Regions from separate parts of the Mus musculus genome. Here all the other regions are linked to region 1. Evidence: chromatin contacts called from public HiChIP or PLAC-seq and promoter capture Hi-C data. All regions are on one chromosome and are shown on one strand. Each heading gives the region's core, a stretch centred on a gene start, on an enhancer-like site or on the middle of the called end of the contact. The rest is flanking DNA. Distances are from core to core; before and after follow the strand shown. Region 1 holds the start of Psen1 (presenilin 1). Region 2 overlaps Zfyve1 (zinc finger, FYVE domain containing 1). Region 3 overlaps Papln (papilin, proteoglycan-like sulfated glycoprotein).

What was found. Promoter capture Hi-C pulls out the DNA fragments that hold promoters and counts their contacts. HiChIP or PLAC-seq counts read pairs in DNA pulled down with a chosen protein or histone mark.
Region 2: an H3K27ac HiChIP or PLAC-seq map of extraembryonic endoderm stem cells shows a contact between it and region 1. The contact joins the enhancer-like site here to the promoter of Psen1 in region 1. A contact is called at or near these places in 3 of 39 promoter capture datasets (the HPC-7 cell line and liver), 7 of 484 Hi-C or Micro-C datasets (cerebral cortex, cortical neurons, nephron progenitors and 2 more), 6 of 115 datasets of contacts at active chromatin or transcription factors (embryonic stem cells, extraembryonic endoderm stem cells and trophoblast stem cells) and 3 of 9 other capture datasets (adipose tissue, liver and pancreatic islet).
Region 3: a contact with region 1 is called in a promoter capture Hi-C map of liver. The contact joins the enhancer-like site here to the promoter of Psen1 in region 1. A contact is called at or near these places in 4 of 39 promoter capture datasets (embryonic stem cells, epiblast stem cells, hippocampal neurons and 1 more), 1 of 484 Hi-C or Micro-C datasets (cortical neurons), 2 of 115 datasets of contacts at active chromatin or transcription factors (embryonic stem cells and neural tube) and 3 of 9 other capture datasets (adipose tissue, liver and pancreatic islet).

The regions. Positions count from the first base shown.
Region 1 is chr12:83,686,222-83,690,338 of GRCm38.p6, forward strand. Psen1 (presenilin 1) reads left to right here and starts at 1,931. Exons shown (of 12, transcript NM_001362271.1): 1 at 1,931-2,072.
Region 2 is chr12:83,577,534-83,581,650 of GRCm38.p6, forward strand. All of the region lies in intron 2 of Zfyve1 (zinc finger, FYVE domain containing 1), which reads right to left. Among named protein-coding and RNA genes, the nearest start is that of Gm51952, 18 kb to the left of the region's middle. Within about 2 kb of position 1,723, at least 104 of the 459 cell types and tissues checked have an H3K27ac peak or open chromatin away from gene starts, as enhancers often do. A contact at or near this core is called in adipose tissue, embryonic stem cells, extraembryonic endoderm stem cells and 3 more, where this site is marked.
Region 3 is chr12:83,790,151-83,794,267 of GRCm38.p6, forward strand. It overlaps Papln (papilin, proteoglycan-like sulfated glycoprotein), which reads left to right. Exons shown (of 27, transcript NM_130887.3): 27 at 1,682-2,234. The coding sequence ends at 1,857. It overlaps Numb (NUMB endocytic adaptor protein), which reads right to left. Exons shown (of 10, transcript NM_001136075.2): 10 at 3,884-4,117. Among named protein-coding and RNA genes, the nearest start is that of Papln, 29 kb to the left of the region's middle. Within about 2 kb of position 1,766, at least 31 of the 459 cell types and tissues checked have an H3K27ac peak or open chromatin away from gene starts, as enhancers often do. A contact at or near this core is called in liver, where this site is marked.

The DNA.
Region 1 (4,117 bases), core at 681-3,180:
CAATGCTATATTACATTGAAAAAATAGAAAATTATTTAGTATGTGCCTTTCAAATGTCTCAGATCTTATTCACATAGTTAGAAGTGTTGTGTGCCTTGATATTTCCGTGGGTGCCCGAGTGGGATACATTAGCTTCTCTTGGCACTCTATAAACATTGTCTGTCTATTTGATATTCATTGGTGGTTAATGTTTAATCACCTTTGCCCTTCCCTGGTGTCAGTCTTCCCATGTCATTTATGTAATATTTGTGTTTATATCCCTAAAAAGGAATATAGAAAACAGAAGTATCTGTAGTCTACTCAGTTCCTGTCCCCCCTCCCCTTTGAGGGTTTACTTTTACAAGAATCTATTGGAACACTGAGTGTAAATACAACTGCCATTTTTGTCCATTAGACAGTTCTCTTGCTCATAGCTTTCATTCATGAGTATTTTTTTTAAGATTTATTTATTTATTATATGTAAGTACACTGTAGTTGTCTTCAGACGCACCAGAAGAGGGCGTCAGATCTCATGGTTGTGAGCCGTCATGTGGTTGCTGGGATTTGAACTCAGGACTTTTGGAAGAGTAGTCAGTGGTCTTAACCACTGAGCCATCTCACCAGCCCCATTCATGAGTTTTATAACCTAGGTGAACTAAGATTTGTTGTAGGACAGTGAGATTTTTTTATATATATACCAGTACTCCACGAACATCTTTGCACAAAAATGTTTGTCGAAATTGCTTCTCTGTATAGTTTACAGCATTTGCCATTCTACCAAAAGATCGCAATTAATGTAGTTTGCAAATGGCTTTTAGTCTATGCTTGTTTAGCAAGTGTATTGAGCTTGTTCTGTACTGTCTACAATTTTCTGCCTTCTTCCCATATAAGTAAATGATTGAGGGTATAAGTAAATGATTGAGGGAAAACTACCCAAGGTTATGCTATGTCTCCTCCCAGTTGCCATTCCGCTGGCGGAAAAGACTAAAGTATCAAGATCTTAAGCATGAAAATAGTGAAGTCTGAGTTTATTGAAGCAGGGTTGAGAATGTTGGGAGAAAATGGAGATGGATGCTCTACTATTTAGAACGAGGCCTTCTGGGAAGTAGAAAAAAGGAAGTTTGACCCAGTGTATCTTAGTTTGACCTGTAATTTGCTAGGAATCCCAGTCCGATTTCAACTCACTGTCCTGCCCCATCTCCTCCTGAGTGTTATGATTTCAGATACAACACCATCCCGATGTATTTGTCTCTGTTGGGAGTAGAATCTAGTTCCTCGTGTGTGCTCCTTAAGCACATTAGCCGTTTTCTGGTTATTTGGGATTATGAATAATTTCTCTGTTGTTTTTTGCCCAAGTGAAATGTGTGGTGTGCTGTTGATAATTGTCTCTCCGATTAAGGAAAATCTGAGGGATGTAAAAATCAAGATAGGAAACATTCTTTGCTTTCTAGAAGCTTGCCATCTGGGAAGACTTTCAGACTCGGAACCTAGACTAATAGGATATTTCTCAGGTTCTGTTTACCCACCAATCGCTTTGGTTTATTGAGAGTACAAACAGTAAATTTTATCCGTTTTGAGGAACTGTTCAAATAAATACTGTGGAGAAATGGGAAGTGTTGGATTTAAAATGTCACTACAAAACAAGGCACGGTGTCCCCACACATGGAAACCAAATAAATAGGTTCAAGCCCATCCTTTCCTACAAGGTATGTTTGATACCGGCAGGGAACGCTCGAATCGCAGTCTCAACCAAAAACAAGGGAAAATGTCACTTGTAGACTGGAAGAACGCTAGACGCGCCTCAAACCCTAGAGAGGCCTCAGGTCGCGCACATCCTTACATCTATGCGAGTGGATTAGGCCAGCTCCAGCCCCCAGCCCTCGTGGCCTGCGCGCGCCACCGGAAGCTCCGTCCCCTCCCGGGTCTAGGGGCCAACGTCGCCGAGGCCGGAAGTTGCGACACCGGTGAGACCTCTAGGGCGGGGCCTAGGACGACCTGCTCCGTGGGCCGCGAGTATTCGTCGGAAACAAAACAGCGGCAGCTGAGGCGGAAACCTAGGCTGCGAGCCGGCCGCCCGGGCGCGGAGAGAGAAGGTGCGTGCCCAGGGTGTGCGGGGCGGAGGGTGTCTCTGCCGGTCGTGTTCACCGTCGCCTGCCTGCCGGGGGTCCGGGCGGGCCTGTGTCTCCGAGGGCCGCGCTGCGGGCGTCTCTAGGGATGAGGGGCGGGGTCCAGGCGGGCGGAGATCGAGGAACCCCGCGTGGGAAACGGGGTGAAGCCGGTTTCTCGGAACCCAGCCGGGGCCAGACTGAGAGCAGCCTTCTCCGAGCTTTGGTACCCCGGAAGTGCTGGCTTCCCCGGGCGGCCGGGAGCAGATGGCTGGCATCAGGGGTGGCCTCTCGATCAGAGTGGAGCTAGAGATAGAGGAAGCGCCCTAGGCTGGGTCGCCTTGAGCAACTGGTGAAACTCTGCGTCTGGTGCCCCGAGTGTGTCATAGTCCAGAAGTGAGTGAGTGGCACTCGGGGCTAACTTCTCAGTGTGTCTGTTGGCAGGCGAAGAGTCGTATGGCGCTTGTTCTTTCTTCAGAACTGTCACGATGCATGTGTCTGACGCTTGTAGGCGCCTTTAGTGTTTGCTAGTTCTTCCCTTTCACGTTTTCAAATGTGGCACTGCCGCGAACAGAGGCTCAGGCACATCCGCCTGGTAGTGGAGGACGGAGTGCATGAGACAATTGAGGTAACTTTTTACATAACTAGGAGAAATGAGAGTTCCAGTAACAGAAACGTAGAAGAAACGTGAGCAGGACAGGCGATCTGTTCAACTAACGCATAAGATTGACTGGGTTCAAGTTTGGAGAATGAGAGAGAAATAAGGAAGTTAGGCAGTGGTTTGGAAATAGTACTTTTGAAGTGACAGCGGGTGAAGATGGCCTGAGGTCAGAGCTGTAAACTGTAAACATGGGTCACTTAAGTAGATTTGCTGTTTGATGTTGGAGCAGAGAACTGGGTGGACACTTAGGGAACACAACAAAGAGCCAGGTAGAAGGAGGACAACGAGGCTGCTGAGGAGGACGAATGCAGAAACCACAATAGTGCAGTGTCACAGAAGCTGAGAAACACGGAAGCTTCAGGGAGCATTGTCAGCGATAGGAATGAAAGGCCTGGTGTTGTTTTAGAAGGATCTCTGTACCATTGTACCCTTGAAAGATGAGCGTGAACCACAAATACTAGTTTTAAATGTTCCCACAGACACTTTTTTAAAAAATTTTTTAGAGGTTTATTTATTTATTATATGTGAGTACATTGTAGCTGTCTTCAGACACCCCAGAATAGGGCATCAGATTTCATTACGGATGTTTGTGAGCCACAATGTGGTTGCTGGAATTTGAATTCAGGACCTTCAGAAGAGCAGTCAGTGCTCTTAACAGCTGAGCCATCTCTCCAGCCCCACAGACACATTTTTAAAGGTAACAAGAAGCAGTTGAAATTAGTCTTAATGATTTGTTAATCCAGTGTAGCTAACAGTTTCATTTTTAACAGGAAATCCGTGTCAAATTAACTTGTCCTCTCTAGATAGTTAGGAGGCTCTTCAGTGACCAGAAGCAACCCCTGACTACAGTATCCCCAGCACCTGGCACAGTGTTTCCTTGTCTAAAAGAAACCTGATTCCTATTTGCTGCTCCAAGAATCCCTATTTGGTTTTCAGATGTCTTTTCCAGTTCCTTGTTTGAGTGAAAGCAGAAAGAATTTATGCAAGTTAATTAGATGTAAATATTCGTTTTTAATTTAAAAATACTTGTATTCCATCCATTTCCACAGAAGGTAGAGACATTGACTCACAATAAAAATAACTTCATTACAGAATTATTAAAATAACTTTGGGTTGAGTCTTTATAATTTCCAGGTATAGGCGGTGCTTTAGGAGTCCCAGCTACTTGGAAGGCTGAGCTGGAAAATCACGGCCAGCCTGGATAACAGAGATGGTGAATGACTCGAGAGTAGAGCGAATTCATCCACCTGATCTAACCTAGGATGGCCTGTAGTCTGTTTGACAGTACAGATAGAGACCATGTTGAGTCTTATTCTGTGGGTGTGATATGTATGTGTGTGCACCTCTACTTTATATGCAAAGCTGAAGTCTT
Region 2 (4,117 bases), core at 473-2,972, 110 kb before region 1:
GAGAAACCCTGCCTCAAAAAAACAAAAACAAAGCAGAACAAAACAAAAAAAAACAAGGGAAAAAAAAAAGCTCATCAGATCCAAGCACTTGCCGCACAAGCCCAGAGTTTAACCCTAGCGGCGAACAGGTGTGGTGGCATGGGCCTTCATCCCAGTTCTGGGGAAAGAGAGGCAAGTGAACCTCTCTGAGGCCAGCCTGATCTACATAGTTGAGTTCCAGGGCAGCCAGGGCTACAATATAGTGAATCCCTGTCTCAAGAAACAAACCAACCAAAAAATCTTAAGTGACAAAGAACAGTCCGTTTGCACCTGCGTCACTCAGCCAGTCTGGTTCCAAGTTGCTAAGGTGGCCAGCAAGACACAAACAAAAGCCCCATAACTTCTCCTAGTAAGGAGTCAGCTAAGGCCAGGGTAGCCGGAGGGAATGACTGTCTACATGCCCAGACCAGAGGCAAGGAAGCCTAGGCCTTCAGGGTCTCCCGTGAAAATCAACCCACAAGCAGCAACTGGTATCTAGGTCAGAATTAAGTGTTTCTAGCTTAACAATATGCTCTCGAAATGATGTACATAATATACAAATAAGCTAGGTGTGCTTACACACCCCTGTAATCCCAGTACTCTTGAGGCAAGACAGCAGCAAAGACAGCAGGAGGCTCTTGAATTCAAGGTCAGCAGAAGCTATGGAGCAAAATCTATCTTGAAAGAAAGAAAGAGAGAAAGAAGAAAAGCAAGCAAAGTTACCACACACATAAGTCTCTGTGTGTCTGTGTATATGTACATATGATAAAACTAACATCTGGAATATTACCCGGTATTTAGTATCCTAAGACATACTAAACCCATATGGTTTTTTGTTGGGTATAGCCTCAGACCAAGAGAAAGAACTCCAAACCCTTAGCAACCTGCCTTCTGGTGGTCTATGAGCAAGCGGCATGTGCAAGTGGCTTTTTTCTTATGTAAAGTAAGGACATATCCATTTGACCTCCACTGGCCCCACAAATAAAATAAACAGATAAACAATAAAATGAACAGATGAGGAAAACCTGCTGGGCAAACCTGAAGGCAGGCCTCACCCTCCTTCCTGTCTTCCACATTCCTTTGCTCCCTGGTAACACTACTAAACAACTGTAGACAACTTTCCCTCAGCCAGAAAAGACTCAGTTGCCTTCATTTAGATGGCTAGGAAAAGCAAAAGTCAAGAAGGGCGGTGGGGTGGGGAACAGGAGGTCCCTGGAGGGGAAACCAGAAAAGGGGATAACATTTGAAATGTAAGTAAAGAAAATATCTAATAAAAATTTAAAAAAGGAAAAAAAAAAAAAAAGAAAAAAAGAAAGCGGCCAGGGCACCAGAGCCTGACGCTGGAGGATCAGGGCTACAGAGGAGCTCTGGGTGAGCCATGACTGACTACCTGCTGAGACCACATCTCAAAAACAAAAAGACAGGTTCCCTTTGGTAAGGAAGGAAAGAAGGCTCTGGAAGGGCCATGGCCCCAGCTTCTCTCATCTGTGTGCTTATACTCATCCACCCCACCTTCACCCACTTCTGAGGTGAGCAGTCCTTGTCACCCCACCCAATTCTGACAGACTGAAATAGTCCTTGGTCCTGAAACAAAAACAAAAGCAGGAGCAACATCACCTTTGCCCCTCCTGGAGCCTGGACTCTTGAAACCTCAGGCAAGTTAGCAGCTCCACCCAGAGCTGAGCCACTGCTGGCTGGGCCTTGAAAGAGCTACTTCACTAGGAAGCCTCCAGGACATTAGATAACAACTGGCAGCCCAACCCTGTGGGGACAAGGAGGACAGCCTAAGATAAAAGTCCAATCTAAGATAAATAGCAAAGGGCACAGCCCAGTGTGTGGCACACAGTGAGAACAGGAGCCATTAGTACTTAGAATCAGCCCACTGGGAAAACACCCAAGTGTGCTGCGAGAGCAACTAGGCTCCCTCCTGCCTGTCACCCAGACAGCAACTCAGCGTGGCCTGAGGCAAGCCAGCTCCACCTAAAAGTTCTCACCACACACTTCAAATAACGCCTTTCTTCTCCCACTAAACAAAAGAAGGCATTAACAAGAAGTGGTGGCATGTATCTTGAATCTCAATACCTAGGAGGCAGAGGCAAGGAGGACCTCCATGAGTTCTAGGCCAGCCAGGGGATACATAGTGAGACTCTGCCTCACAGAGGGTCAGGAGCCACACAAGATGGGTAAAAACACTTGCTGCCAAGCCTGGTGAGGCTTGTCTCAAAAAAACAAAAACAAAAAACAAAGAAATTAAACAAAAGTGCATTATTGCCAGACAGTAGTGGCACATGCCTTTAATCCCAGCACTCGGGGAACAGAGGTAGGGAGATCTCTTAGTTCCAGGCCAGCCAGAGCTACATAAAGAGACCCTTTCTCAAGCAAAACAAAACAAAACAAAGCAACGCATTATTGATAGTGGTGCTGCAGCTGACTCTTAGTAAAGCAACACCTAACAAATATTAAGCTGAAAGGAGCCCACAAGGGGGAAGATGGCTCAGCAGTTCAGAGCATGTACTACTCTTCCACTCCGGCACCTCATCAGGAATGGAACCCAGCTCTGGGGGACCCAATGCCCCTAACCTACACTCACGTGCATAGAGCCACACAGAGACACAAACACAATTAAAAAAAAAATCAATCTTTCAGAAAGAAACCCAATAGCACCTCTATCTTACCCACTTCTCCCACTTTCCGACTTACTAAAAAACTTAATTTGTGTAACATTCCAAGTATTTTGTAAAATGAATGAACAGTTCTCAAAGATCCCTACTATTTCTATTTGGAAATCAGAGTATTTCATGGGAGGAAGGCACCAGCCGGCCGCCTCTGATCCAAGTGGGCAGCAGCAATGACTCCAAAGATCGCATCTTAGTACTCAGAATGGGTCAGGAAGCATGCACACACATGGACTTTCCCCCAGCAACCCTGGGAAGGGAAAAGCAGCAATGAAAGAGCCAATGAGCTGAGGAGAGAGGAGAGGAAGGGAATTATAGCCCAGCCAGACTCTAGAAGATAAGCTACAAAGGCACCAGGAAGCACTCTGAGTTGCTCAACATGGAGGCCCTTCTAGTCCTGGCCTCTAAAGTAGATCAGATCTGCACCAACTATGATCAGACATCCCTCTCAAGTTTGCTAAGCTGTTCCCAGTGCCAGCAACCCCAAACCATCCCCATCCCCAAGTAACACAAAGCACTATCCAGAGCTCCCTGACCCCATCACAACAGAAACCTCGTGATAAGTCCTACCCCAATCCAACAAGTGATTAGTTTATCATTTTCCTCTGAGATTCTTAACTAATTTATATGGGCAGTTATCCTCAACACTGAGTTTCTATTAATGATTTGTATTTGTTGGTTTCTAGTTCACTTTGCTTTCTTATCTTTTTTGGCTGAGTTCAGAGGAAGAGAGCCAAAGAAACCAAGAGATTCTCTAATTACAACTGAGACCAGTACCCTAAAATACAAGTAGAGTTTTTCTATAGTCCAGGCATATGCTAAGTTCACCTTGTCCCCATCACTAGCCAGATGCTGGCAAACCACACATGAACACCCCCAGTGCTACATCTTCTCTTCTTGTAGAGGAAGGAAAGAGGTAGAAAGTGAGGGATTTTTCCCTTAAGAAACCCCAAACTATTTCCATAGAATTCAAAAGAACAGGACAGGAGAGTTGGCTTAGCAGTTAAGAGCACTTACTGCTCTCCCAGAGGATCTGAGTTCCAGTGCCAATGTCAGGCAGGCCAAACCCTCCTATAACTGCAGCTCCAAGGAATCTGACATCTCCTGGCATCCACGGGCACCCGCACATGTATGGCATTCACTCACAGGCATGTCTATACACTCATAAATAAAAAATAATAAATAGATTTATTTTTAAATTGGCCTGAAAAGATGATAGCTCAGCGGTTAAAAGCACTTCCAAGGGACTGGGATTCAATTCCCAGCACCAACCTACCTCCAAAAAAATCTGGCACCCTCACACAGATTATACATATGCATGCGCAGGCAAAACACCAATGTTCATAAAACTAAATAACTTTTTAAAAAATCTTTTTAAAAACCATAAGGAACTCAGCAGCAGATCATGCGTGAGGCCCTGGAGA
Region 3 (4,117 bases), core at 516-3,015, 100 kb after region 1:
TGTGTTTAAGTGACAGGGCAGGAGGGGCCCCTCACAGTGCTCTCCACAGGTCTTAGTGTTTCAGGGAGATGGAACATCAAACAGCTCAGAGCCTCCAGTCAAACAGCCAGTTCTCATAACCTGAGGTGCATCCCGAAGATGCCAGAGAAAGGGTTCTTGGCTTGGCGGTAATGGTACCAACTGCCTGGTGTGCTTGAACATTGCCGTGCCACCGGGGCAGGCCTGGCTGTCCTCCTGGATGCCAGACTGCGGGTGAGAACTGGCCAGGGGTTGAAGGTGTCTGCTACAGTGTTGCTTTGTGAGACTGACACTCAGGTTTCCCTCTGTGAGCTCCCTGGGACCCTAGGGCCCAGACAAGTGCTCTGCAATATGGAGACTCACACGGCTGTGACTGTGTGTGCCTGTGTGACCACACTCTGGTCAAAGTCCCATATGGCAGGACTTCTACCTTTGATGTTTCTAGAAAATCCTACTCATCTATACACTGATCAAACTAATAAGACCAGGAAAACCCAGAATGCAGATTTACTGTGGTGAAGAGAAGAGACCTTAGGAGACTGAGGATCTGAGCATGGTGATACATGGTGACACATGCCTATGAATTCTAGAACATTATCCTGACTTAAGACAAAACCTACCACACTACCAAACTCCTCAAGGGGACCTGGATGTTTACATTTGTGATCAGCCGTAGATGTGTCTACAGTGAGGGAAGCTTGTTTGACAATGGTGGCTAGTAGGCTTTTAGGCTTTTGGTGATGTGTGGCTGCCAAGCTGATCTCCCAGACACCACCCACGGCCACAGGCCTCTTTTGCTCTCTGCTGCATGTGGCTAAGAATATGTTCCATATTCTGGAGGCATCTCTCCAGAAGCCCGGCTGTCCCCCCCCAGCCTGTCTGTATTCCTTTCACTGACCAGGCTGCAGATCTGTTCTAACTCGTTGGTTTGGAGTCACATAGTGAGTGTCTCATGACTGGGAGCACTGGAGTTAGTTGGCTTAGGCTTTTCTCACCCTGGCTTGTTCTGCCCAAGGGTTAAGTGAATAGGATATATTGTGGGGACAAAGGCTGTCTGCTAACCATTCTGTCTGCCTCATTTTCTGAGGGGAGGACACGGCTGTGGGGCCAGGGCAGCAGACAGCACTCAGGTTTTTGCTGTGTGCCTGGTGGTAGGGACAGTGCTGCAAGAGCCTGCAGAGAGAAGGGGGGTAATTGTAGGATGAGAGAGTGGAATCAAATTCTTAACAATCACCAGACACTCGTAGGATATTGAGGGTGGCACGCGGGCTTGGGCCTCCGTGTAGTCTTAGAACTTTGAAGATTCATCACGTTCTCGGGTGGAAACCAGGAAAGATGGGGATATAGGAGACAGATGCAAGCTGGGAGGTTGGTGGAACCCAGTAGCAATAGGAAGATGGCAATGGCTTACTGACTTCCGGTTTCCCTAGGACTGACCCTACTGATCTTTCCTGCCAATCTGGGCCCATATAGCTGTCATTGGCTTTGCAGTTCCAGACAGTAGGGCAGGAAGTTAAATGTGGAGCCGTCGATGGTCTAGCCAGAAATAGGAAAGCCTGGAAAAGGCTGTGCACTGGGCATAGGCCGCAGATAAGGGTCACAGGAGGGCCTGTGAGAGGCTGCAGCGAGAGCTGCCTCAGCCCTTTCTCTCCTTGTCCTGCAGCGCCAGCCGCACAGTCCAGGGACCTAGGCAAGGACTGCATCGACCAGCCGGAGCTGGCCAACTGTGCGTTGATCCTGCAGGCCCAGCTCTGTGGCAATGAATATTACTCCAGCTTCTGCTGTGCCAGCTGCTCCCGCTTCCAGCCAAATGCCCAGCCTGTGTGGCAGCAGGGATGAAGGCTGGCTGTGGCGCCAGGTCTGGATAGTTTGCTGGGGAGAAGGGATGGTAAGACATGGCTTGCAGAGGGAGTCGTCTTTCAGATCCTGCCCCTCTCAGAAATCCAGGGTTGAGCCCCAGCAGCTGCCAGTGCCGGCTTCCCTTGTAGTGCTCAGCAGGGTCTGTCTGATATGACCACAGGCTGCTGTGAAGAAGAGGAACCCTTTACACCTCCCCTCTATAGTATCTACTGCACCGAGGACCTTTTATCTGAAATGCTTTGGACCAAAGTGTTTTAAGCTATTAAGTATTTGTAGACTTTACTAATTGAACGTCCCTAACCTAAAGTTCTGAAATGCTCCGAAGCTTCAAAGACCCAATCGCCATGTCAGCTTTCAAAACTGTCCGGGTTTCGAAGCACGTTTGATTTTGGGTGAGAGGTGCTCAATTTGTACAGAGAATCCACTTAGCGCACTGCAGAGCCAGCTGGGTGGGGTGTCTGTGATGGCAGGGGGACGGTAACTGCTCAGTCAGACAAGGATTCCTGCTAGAATCCAGGTCTGTGTGTGGGGAGAGGTGAGCAGTCATTCAGGCTGTCCATCTTCCTGGGCAGTGGCAGTGGCACAGCTGCCTTCACCACCATCAGTGTGTGAAGCTCACAGTGTAATGCCAGGGAAAAGCACTCAGCAAGGTGGAGGCCATAGGCTGCGATGCAGGGGTGTGGGATGGAAAAGCCAGACAGCCTGAAAAGGTCCACTCCTTACACAGCTCACTGGCCTGCTCTGAGTAGTGAAGAGTCATGCTTCCTTAAGTAGGAATCTGTGGAGCTTATCTGTTGCTAGAGAAACTCAGACTATGCTGCAAACAGTGGCTGGGAGCTGGTGAGATGGCTCAGTGGTTAAGGCACTCACTGGCAAGCCTGATGGCTGGAATGTGCTCTCTGGAACCTCCCTGGTGGGTGGCAGAACTGACTCAGGCCAGCCGCCCTGACTGCACGCACGGAAGCACAGCTGTAAAGTCCGTAGAACAGCAGCTGCGAATGGTGCTGCAATGGTGCTGCAAGCCTACAATCCCAGGGCTCGAGAGGCTGAAGCAGGAGAGCTACAGTGTGAGGCAGTCTGGGCCACAGTGAGATCCTGCCTCAGAGTAAACAACCCATAGAACCCAGCATCAGCGGATGTGACGTGACACCCAGGGCAGTGATTTTAGTAGTCTGAGCTGCAGGAAGGCATTCATCTTTTACAATCTCCGATTTCTTAATGCTCTAGGAAGAGGCCTGGATTTAATGAGCTTCCAGGGCTCGTCCCACTTTTTCTCTGACTCCTCTGGAAGACTGTCTAGTAACACAGGTTACTATGGGAGCAAAGTTCTGACACTTGCTGGAACACAAAGCTCCCTGTGTGAGTGGTGTCTCAGGAATATCTAGGTTCCAGGCATTTTTGTTGCAGGTGGGAGTAGGGGCTGAATGGGGGGGGGGGTGAGGGATGAAATGCTCCAGGTCAGGGTGCTGAACCTCATGCTACACAGAGCACACAAGTAACTCCCCAGCCTAAAGCACAGCTTGGGAACCTCCCTTCTTCTACTGATAGTCTGACTTAATTGGCCGTGTGAGTAGACTGGGTATTATAGGTGATGTGTGAACATGCCTGTGTGTGCACTGGGGGATCGCATGCATGCTTAGAACATGTTCCACTGAGCTACACCTTGGGTAATTCCAATCTATAGCTAAGACTGAGAAGCAGTGCTGTCAGGCATGGTGGGACACACACACCTTAAAGCCCAGCATTTGAGAGATAGAGGTAGGTGGATCTCTGAGCTCAAGACCAGCCAGGGCTACATAGTGAGACCCTGTCTCTACTCCCACAGCTCCACTCTACCCCTGGGCTGGGGCTAACAGTCTCTGGCTTCTTGGTGTAGACCATACTATTGCTGCAGATCCCAGTCATACCCTGAAATTTAAGGATATACTAATCCCCCCAAAAGATTTTATAGTTACAAGTTAGAAATGAGCTGTAAAAAGAGAGATTAAAAACAGAACTATAAACCCATTTGCAAATAAGAACAGCCCTTCATGGGCAAAAGCTCTACCACGAACATTTATTTTTGTTAAAGCAGATTATAAATTCTCATCAGTACAAATATATATATATGTGTATATATATATGTATATATAACTTACATTTGATTGTAAGGCCAACGTTCAAAAGTAAAAATGAGATGGGGTCTCATGTTGTTACCCATGGTCAAGTAGCTGCAACTGGCATGGGATGCTCTGTTCAT